Linked DNA regions of Mus musculus: region 2 is linked to region 1. A link is a contact called in public HiChIP or PLAC-seq data. All regions are on one chromosome and are shown on one strand. The core of a region is the stretch at or near the end of the contact, and the rest is flanking DNA. Distances in the headings are between cores, read along the strand shown.

Evidence for each region. HiChIP or PLAC-seq counts read pairs in DNA pulled down with a chosen protein or histone mark.
Region 2: a contact with region 1 is called in a CTCF HiChIP or PLAC-seq map of the NIH/3T3 cell line, with 8 read pairs. The contact joins the promoter of Dst here to the enhancer-like site in region 1. A contact is called at or near these places in 2 of 39 promoter capture datasets (3T3-L1-derived adipocytes and frontonasal cranial neural crest), 1 of 15 datasets of contacts at CTCF or cohesin (the NIH/3T3 cell line), 2 of 115 datasets of contacts at active chromatin or transcription factors (embryonic stem cells and neural progenitor cells) and 2 of 9 other capture datasets (adipose tissue and pancreatic islet).

Annotation. Positions count from the first base shown.
Region 1 is chr1:33,790,004-33,794,937 of GRCm38.p6, reverse strand. The region is part of intron 3 of Zfp451 (zinc finger protein 451); the gene reads left to right. Among named protein-coding and RNA genes, the nearest start is that of Zfp451, 22 kb to the left of the region's middle. Within about 2 kb of position 2,262, at least 18 of the 459 cell types and tissues checked have an H3K27ac peak or open chromatin away from gene starts, as enhancers often do. A contact at or near this core is called in the NIH/3T3 cell line, where this site is marked.
Region 2 is chr1:33,905,854-33,910,787 of GRCm38.p6, reverse strand. Dst (dystonin) reads right to left here and starts at 2,563. Exons shown (of 103, transcript NM_001276764.1): 1 at 2,336-2,563; 2 at 1,755-1,789. The coding sequence starts at 2,516. Bend6 (BEN domain containing 6) reads left to right here and starts at 3,167. Exons shown (of 7, transcript NM_177235.3): 1 at 3,167-3,222.

The DNA.
Region 1 (4,934 bases), core at 1,013-3,512:
GACAAACCTGACTGTAGAGGGTATTTGATCCCATTATAGATAGTTATGAGTCACATGTGGTTGCTGGGAATTGAACTCAGGACCTCTGGAAGAACAGTCAGTATTCTTAACCACTGAGCCATCTCTCCAGCCCCTTAATATTTCTTTAATGACATGAGCTAGCTCTGTGTGTTGTGAATGGCTGGATCACCTTGATCTTGATTGCATTGAGTTTGTCAGCTTCCTGTCTGGGAAGAAAGGCTAGGAGAGAATGTATCCTGTGTGTGCTGAGCATTCTTTACCCACATCTTGATGTAGACTCCCCCAGGCTCAGGTCACGTGCTGCCATATCTCTGTAGACAAATCTTTTTCTGTCATGGCTGTACATGCACTCTTGGTACTTGGTCCTTGTCAGATGAGCCACATCTTCCTCACTCTTCTGTTGAGGTGTCCTTGTTCTGGACTAAGGCTGGTCTTAGAGTGCTCACGCCTTCTGTTCAACAGGGCACTCGCAGTCCACTCCCATAGCTGGTCGTTCTGGTCATGATTCTTACTGCCTGCTTTTTTTGTACCATTTTTGTTTAGTGAAACAAAGGTAGAATGGTGCAGGGGATTGATTTTTTTTTTTTTTTTTAAGAGGCTAAAGGCGTTGACCTCACTGTTAGCAAGTCATCTACTGTCTCAGCCTCAGTTTCCCTACTTTAAGGTACTAACTGGGTATGGTGACACATACCTTTACATGCCAGCACTGGGAGGCAGACACAGGCTGGTCCAAATAGTGACTTCCAGGACAGCTAAGTATAAAGTAATGACTGGAATACTATGAAAAACAATAAAGCCCACTGCAGATTTAATTTTATAACTAATTTTGACGTTCCGCATTCTGAGATTTTCTATGAATAGGATGATATTGGATATAAACAGATGCATACTTTTCTTTAAAGATGTGTTACATGCATGCCATGCATCTTGATCCTATTCACCCTCCTGCTATTCTGAGCCTACCCCCACCCCACCCCACCCGGGCCAACTTAATGGCTCTTTACAAACATTTCCCATTGTATGAAGTCGTCCATTGGGAATGGGCAGCCCACCGGTACTCAGCCTTCAGTACCCACTGTGTGCAGGCAAGGGCCAAGAAAGGTATGGGTTTACTGAGGGCTGGTTATGATCTCCCCTGGGACCCTGTCTCAGAACTAAAACCAGGAGAGAACCAGGTATTCTCTTGATCGAGGCAAATGCCAGTACACTGTAGAAACTACTAAATTCGGAGGAAAACTTGTGGTGATGTTGGATGAGAAGGCCAGCTGGAGAGTCAGCTTTTCTACCAACCATCTCACCTGAGCTTTCCGGATGTCAGTGTAGTTGGTCTGCTGGAGAAACAGCCATTCCTTTAGGGGGAAGAGCTGACTCCTGCATGGGTGAGATGGCCTTGAATGTGCCTGGCTTCAGAATGGTTAAGAACAGCTGTTAGGGGACAGAAATGGAGAAAGTTAAACTGCAGAAATGGTAAGTTATACATGAAAATGTTTTGGTTCTTATGACTCAAAGTAGTGTTTCAATGGAGGTTTTGGAAGTAATCCAGAAATTGTTTTATACTCTGTCTGCGGCAGATATCTAAAATATTTTAAGCTCAAAGAAATATCTTGGCATTGCCTTTCCGGTCTAGGGCAGCATAAATCGTGAGAGAGAATTTAGGACTATTGGAGCGAAAGCACTGGAGACAAACAATATGGTTGTCCATTGTGGCTACTGCTGCACAGGGTCCCTTCCTCAGAGCAGCTACATGTGGCTGATATCTCTTAGTGTTGACTTAGGAAGTTTCCAGGTAGACTTGGAGAAAATGAACATTTGTAAGACTGTTGTAATTGACATGTGTGTGTATAGGAACTGTAAACCTGGTGCTCGTGGTAATTTTGGTAACCCCAACCACTTTTTTTCTTTTTATTACTACTTTTCCCTGATATAGGATCTCGTGTAGCCCATGCTGGCTTTGAACACACTGTATAGCTGAGGATCTAGATTTTTTTTTTTTAATTCTCCTACTTCCACTTGAGTGCTAGGGTAACAGAATGAGCCATCATGCTTGGTTTATGCTGTGCTGGGGCTCAAACCTGGGCTTTGTTCATGGTAGATAAGCAGATAAGCAGGTAAGCAGCTTACCAGTTCATACATTCCAAGCCTTTACCTTTTTGAGACAGGGTCCACTCTATAGCCCAGGCAGTGGTCCTTCTGCTTCAGCCTCCTGAGTGTGGGAGTCACTGGCATGAGTCACTGTGCCTAGTCCTGCATACTCTTTTCCCTGTCTTTTCTTCCTGGCTTGCTTTCTCCCCACCCCTCCTTGTCTCTGTTAGAGTCATCTCAGTGGCACTCAGGGTTGAGAAGTAACTCTCCTTTATCAGTTTTACGTATTCAAAGATAGTTAGAAATTCCTTCTTAAATCCCAAAGTTGTATAAACTGAACATACATACGTGTTTCCTGTGCTAAGAGGGTCTGTCATTAGAAAAATTATAGATACTAACAGTTTTGCTCAAAAGACGCCACAGATAGGATCTTATTTAACAGGTTTGGTGGTACCGGCTTCCTTAGTGGTATGCAGAACAGAATGAGGTATATCTGCATGTTTGTTTTTGATGTTGTTTATATAAAGCAGATAATCTGTGTACTTTGTATTTGTGAACAACTCGAGTGTGAGGGAGATGGCTTTGTAAAAAGAGGGTTTCTTGGTTTCAGAATTATTGCTGGGGATCGTGACTCTATATTGTACTGCATTGTGTTTATCTCCTGCTTTATCTGTATTTGATATAAAATTCTTGAGAAAACTTGCTGCCTTTCTTTTTTTTTTTGGTTTTTTGAGACAGGGTTTCTCTGTGTAGCCCTGGCTGTCCTGGCACTCGTTCTGTAGACCAGGCTGGCCTCGAACTCAGAAATCCGACTGCCTCTGCCTCCCGAGTGCTGGGATTAAAGGCGTGCGCCACCACGCCCGGCTAACTTGCTGCCTTTCAAACTGTTTCTTTGGGATGAGGCTTAAATCACAAATTGGGCAAAAAGGGGCTTCTTGTCCCCAGAACTTTGGGGTTGCAAACAGACCTTGGAGCTTTAGAATGGTAGTGATGAAGGCTTTGATTGGTGATGCTTTTGCTTCAGGGAATCTTCCCAATCTCCTGTGTGTCAGGTGTCACTACAGACAAAGTGACAAATCAGAGGGGTGCACCAGAACAGGCCATACCCAGCTCTCACGAGAAGAGGGAGGAAGGGAAGGCTACTTAGGAGAACAGGAGGGAAAGAGGCAGTTTTACTGGGACAGTGGTACAGAGACAGGTGGCAGAGAAGAGAGAACAAGCCTAGACACAGGTGACGGGAGAAGGAGCTGGAGAAGGAGAATGACCCAGAAGATTTAGAACATAGTGTCAGGGTTAGTCTGTGGCAAAGCAGAACAATTCAAGAGAGGCTGAGAGAAGTCAGATTGAATCAGCATGGAAGAGGCATTTTGAGCCAGAATAGCTGAGTTGAATCAGCCAGAGTTCAGAAAGAACAAGAAAGGATGAGCTTATTCAGGAGTAAGTGTCAAGGCTAAAAACATTCTAGGCCTAGCTAAGATTATATGGAGGATAGAAGCTTCTAGGACTAGGTCTGGGTTAGCAGACATGCAGTAAGCCTCAGAGACAACAGTTAGTCCACGTGAATAAAATGCTTTTACACTGGAGCTAGGAGTTGGAGACTTTAACAAGAAGATCATAATAGGAACTAGTCTCTTTTAAAACAAAACATATACTAGAAAGACACATTTAAGTAAACAAAAATAATACTAATTGGTGTTGGCCAAATAGGTTTTGCTTTAAAATGACAATGGTACTTGGTCTCAAAACTGAAAATATTTTCTCAAGATGAGCCAGTAAGCCAGCCTTCTATCTGTAAGTCGCTTATCTTAATTCTTAGTTTTTTCATATACCTCCTGTATCGCCCAGGTTGGTATGTATCTAAAGCATGATCTTGGATAAGCTTCTCACCACTTCTCAGGTAGCTGGGACTATAGGCATGTGCACCTACACCTAGACCCTATACACTTCTGTTGAACGTGGAAGTTGTAGCCAACCATTTACCTCAAGGATATTTCCAAACAACAAAAGATTGAGAGCTTTAACACATTCTGCCTTTATCTACTCTTGATCATTAGTAGGTTTGGTACCAATTCTAATGCTTGTACTGCTTGTAGAAAAATAAGGAAGTAGGGAAGGAAGAGACTCACCAAACAGAACCACTACCTTCCTAGATTTTACCCTTTGTGATTATTTTCACATAAATGTATGTGATAGCAAAGATTAAAATGTGATGTAGCATGACTCGTGATCTGTAGGGTTTGTGTCAGTTCATTGGCTAGTCTATTTAATGCTTGTACTTTATTGCACAGTTTACATACATAGCAGGTCACAATTTCTAGCAGTGTTGCAGGTTCTGATACTTTCCAGGGAATCCTTATTGCTTTATATTGGATAAACCTTTTGGTGAAATTTTTGTCAGAGTGGTAGAATTTTCATTGGAGGTAATTATCAATGAGTCTCTTGCCATCAGAATTCAAAATTTAAGTTTATAGTCTGAACTGGTTTCTGGTGGAAAGGTTATTGATCTGCAACAAAAAGAAAAGGAGTGTGGGTAGTTTGTTGCAAAGCTTAAAATTTTAATATAGATGTCATAATAGAGTCCTCTTTCTTTGCTCCCCAAGTTATACCCCATTTGTAGATTTGCAGAGCTACATCTAAGGATAAACTTTTTGTTGTTTTGGTGATATTGAGTGAACTCGGAGATGTATGCTTGCTAATTGATCACACTCTACTCTTTAGTTTTTGTTTTTTTTTCAAGACAGGGTTTCCCTGTGTGGCCCTGAGTGTCCTGAACCTTGCTCTGTAGACCAGACTTCCCTCAAACCCAGAGACCCGCCCGCCTGAGTCCTGGG
Region 2 (4,934 bases), core at 1,314-3,813, 120 kb before region 1:
GCAACAAGTATACACAAGGATTTCAAACTATGCTAGCAATCTTACAGAACAAGATAAGGCACTGAACGGCTGCTCCCAGACTTCTGAATCAATCAGCTCAAGATAAAACATGCTTATGCCAAAATGTCCAGGGCAAGCTCACAGCACAGTCATTCTTCTCTCATTTATCTGCATAGAGTTGGTGAATCTTTTTCCAGACAATCCCCTATATCCTAAAACTTGTGCCCTGCCCACTATTTACTTTGTTGCATTTAAATTTTACTTACTCTGCTCTTCAAACACTATTCCACCAGATCTAGTTCATGTGTAGTCCATGAACCTGACCTAATTTTCTAAAGACTTCATTTCAAATATTATCTCGATTTTTACAAATTTTTCTCTCTCTTCTCATCTTCCTTTTTCCTCTTCTTTCCTTCTTTCTTTCTTTCTTTTTTGAGACAGGATCTCACAATGTAGTTCTGGCTATCCTGGAACTCACTATATAGACCAGGCTGGCCTCAAAACTCACAGACATCCCCTGCCTCTGCCTCCAAGTGTGTGGATCAAATGTGTGCGCCAGCCACCACACCTGGCAATTTTCAGTTGAATTTTACAAAATGTACGATGGCTACCCAAAACTAAATACCTCCTATGAACTAATTATTTTTTTACATAATTTTTAAAAATGATTTCCACATACACCCCTACAGGGTACTGTTGGCCCTGTTTTGGCACACTGTTTTTCCACATACAGCCCGACCCCATAACCACACCCATACCCCCACCCCCACTAGTTAGTATAAAGCTAGATCCAGGCCTGCTGACAGTTGGCAAGCTCTTCTTCCACAAATCTTAACTAACACAGAACTCTCACTTCCAGTGTACATGCAATAGAGTTACTCAGCATGCAACATAGTAACATTATGCTAATGCAGCTAAGCTTAAATAATCACAGTCTAGCAAGGAATCCGGGGTGCAATAAAACCTCTGATGAACAAGTCAAACAAGATGTGAAGTAACTTCAGGTAACTAACAAAACTGTAGTAGGGGGCTAGACACCACAGTACTTTGCTAAGATGAAGACCCTGCATCATAAAGTAACCTCCATGGCCTGATATAGGCAGATTTCGCCCAAAGAGAAAAAACTTGAAGTGGGCAACTGGAAAGCCAGTGGGTCAGGCAGAGCTGTGTCTTGTTCTAACTGGAGGTGGTTCTCCTGCAGTTTCCTGCACTGGCAGCGTCCAGTCACCTACTCTAGATGGATAGTCTAGAACAGACACTAAGTACACACTCTGGCGTATCTTCTTCATCAACATTACTATCATGTAAAAACCATCCTGGGCAGCAAACTAAGCCCGTAGGGATGTCACCTGGAGTCTCAACTGGAGTTTGCTTCAAACTCTTCGGCAATAACGACCTAAGTGGTTTACACTGTGGTTTAGCTACCGACCTCCGGAAGCAACCAGGAAGTGCTTCCACCACAAGTGCAGATTGTAAGCTAAACTGATATCCATTCCCAGACTAAATTCTCTCTTTTAGGGGCTGCCCCTCCCACCTCTTGTAACGCAAACTCCACTACACTAGACACACACAAACACACACAATGCGCCCCAGGCGTGACTATGGAATTGCTTAAGAAGCATGTCACTTTGGGCTTAGGGACTGCAGGCTTCCCATTCGGTGCCCTACTGGCTTTTTAAACACGTATATGATTAATGCTGGTACTCAGGAAAGAAAGCTACTCTGACCTTGAGAGTGTGCGCTAAATAAATTACCTCAGAGCGAAAGTGATGAGATCTCAGAGCAGCATCTGGGGAGAAAAGAGGGAAAACGAGACTCCGTTAACTCCTTGTTCTCAGCCTAAAGAGTTACTGATCACTTACCTGGATTCGGGAAAGCACATTCTAGGTGTCTCTCTCCAATTCCGTGGGCATATTGGGGCGGGGCGGAGAGAGTATTGGACCATCTGTCTCTAAGGTGATTTCTCTGCAAGAAGTTCCAGCAAAGTTGGGAGAGGGGAGCCCATATCATCACGCCTTACTTTTTTATTCCTAAGCTCCAGCAAAGGCTTGGCAAAGATACGAGTACCTCAGCCCAGGACTCCCCTACAATTACCTTCTGGGCTCTAGCAAACTGACCCTAAGAATCGGAGCCTGATCCTTCCTTCCAGGACCTCCGAATCTCCGTGGTTATCCAAACCTGGTGACTCAGAGGATGGAGGTGAGGCCAAAGGGCCAGGGCGCGTTAAATAAATAAATGCACTTAGCTTGAGGAGTGGGCACTGAGTGGGCAGAAGAGGCAGAGAAGGCTTGAACCTCGCTTCTGCCCAGAAGAACCCAGCGGCGGCGTGTCTTACCTCTGCTTCTGGAACGACCCGAAAAGACCGATTTCATCGGATGTCTCCCTTTCTGGAGCTTGCGGTGCCAGCAGCAGAAGAAGACGATGGTGGCGACGGTGCCCAGCAGGAGCAACAAGAGGAAGAGAGCACATTGGATGCTGTAGGGTCTCAGCAAAACGAGGAAAGCGGCGGCGATCATGGTGCGGGCGAGGCGGGGGGCCGTGCGGCGCGGGGCTAAGGCTGCAGAGCGCGCGGGGCGCGGGGCGCGGGACGCGGGGCGGGCGCGGCGGACAGGGGCGAGCGCGGCTCAGCGCGTCAAGCCCGGCGCTCGCGGCCCCGCGCGCGGCCCAATGGCTGCACACCCCGCGCCGGCCCCGGAACGACTGATGGAGAGCAGCGGGCAGCTCTCGCCATGACTCAGCACGCGGCGCAGCGGCGAGAGCCGCGCCCCTCCCTCCGCAGGCGCCCCAGCCCGCGCGCAGCTCTCGGGCTCAGCCCCGCCCGGGACGCAGCCGGCTGGGAGCATCATCGGGTGGCCGCCCGGGGCCTCGGCGTCCTGAAGCCGGCGCACGTGGGGCGGGACGGGGCGCGGCGAGCCGGCGGGGGGCTCGGTGGGTGACGTCACGGGCTGCGGCGGCAGCGGCGGCGCGGGTGCGGGCGCGCGCGCATGGCTGGGGCCGGGACCGAGCGGCGCGCGCCCTCCAGCAGGTCGGTTCGGTGCGCGCGCGGCCCGCCAGGCCACGCGCCGGGCGGCGGTGCGCGGGGACCCCCGGGTTTCGCCTGTGTAAGCCTCCGCGGACCTTCTGCTGGAGGCCGACGTCAGGGGGCGCCAAGGAGCCGGGGGGAACCCGGGCTCCCGCCTCCCTGAGCCCGCCCGGAGGCTGGGGCTCGGAGGATGCAGCAGGGTGAGCTATTTGGTTTGGGGGCGGGGGTAGTCCCTGCGCATGGAGGCGCGAGCACCTGGAAGGGCCATCTCCAAGCTGGTCCAATCTTAGGAAAGGCGGCACGCCGCGGTCTGCAGGCTTGCACCCTACCACCCCCAAACTTGGTGCTGATTCTCAGCCCAGACGTGAGCTCTGCCACGGTCAAAGAACCCTGATTCATTTATTGGCTTTGTAGGGAGAGGTGATTTTAGATGTAAGGATCTGACATGATGAAGGATGAAGGAAGTTGGTGATTGATTGGCCTGTAGATACTGCAGGAGAAATTTTTAGGCACTGTCAGACAACGGCGATCGGTCACACTCGGGTACACACCCTTCTCCCCTTTGCCGTTTTTTTCCAGCTTCCCTTACATTCCGTTACAATCCGCAAAAACTGTATCGCAGTTGTGGGCTGGACACTTGACAGTGATCGCTGATTCGGTGCCAACGAAGAAGGCAAGGCGTGAGCGCTGCGGTGTGCTCTTTTGCGGAGGGCCTCTGCCACCTGGCGAGAAAGCCAAAGCTGCAGTGGCCGCCTGCAGCGTGTTGCGGCCTTAGCGGGCCAGTGCAGTGCTCTGCCCTGCTTGCCCCTAAGGCAAACTGGCTTTCCCTGTGGGAGTTGGATGATTTGTTTTCTTTCATTGACTTGTATTTTTTAAATTAACTATATGACATATGACAAATGAAATATTACATTTGTGCAATTTCTAGTAACTGGCTTGAAACTAAATAATTCGTAAAATTCCAAAAGTCAATTGAAGAATCGATAGGAATGTGTGTATTGTTGTCTAACTATATGAAACCAACTGTTCAGTTCTGCAAAAATGTGTAGCCATTAGTGACTGATAGGTGAATGATGTATTATCAAGTGTGAGCATTAAAAGAAATGCGGAAAGATGTTGCTTAGCCCTGATGCCAGGTTCATAAGCACGGAAAGCACAGGAAAATGTGCTCTTATTTGCATGTTGGCCTCCTAAAACAAATACAGATTGCTATTATATGCCACTCATTCTGTTGTTTGAGGCTGAGGATGGAAAGCACCTTGCTTGCCGACACTGAGGAAGGTGAGACTCTTGACTGTCAGACTGCGGGGAGCACTGGGTGCCAAACAGGCTTCACGGGTCCCTGGCAGTCAGCAGAGCTGTCTGGAACTTCTGCATCCCGTGCACAGAGCTGAAGGGCTCCTGACACTGCAGCCCACTGCAGTAAGAAACTGTATTCCTATCTGCTATGCAGGGGGGCGGGGGGGGGGGGTTGAAGAGAATCCCGAGATCTTGCAAAGTGTGGTACACCGCGAAAGGAAGAACCCAGCACGCTGAGCAGGGCACCGGAGGGTCGTTTTATACTGGACCAGAGTAACCTTCTGCAAACTGGGGGTGGTGCTAGCCGATGCGGTTTCCGAAGGTCATCCTTACGTTTCTCACTGACCAGAGCTTGGCAGTGAGCTGAAATGGCACAAATATCTCTGAACAGAAATAGGTCTGAGGCTGTAAACTCAGCAAAGTAATCAGTTTGCCCCAAATTCTGTGCTTTTAACAGCGAACAGCAAGTAAATAGCGATTCCGATTCTCTGAGCTATTATTTACTGCGATTATTATCATCCTGAGCCTTGCTGCCGCCATTCACAAGTTTCAGTTGCACACAAGAATATCATTTATCTCCCCGATAAGGTAAACGTTTAACTGAAACTCAATA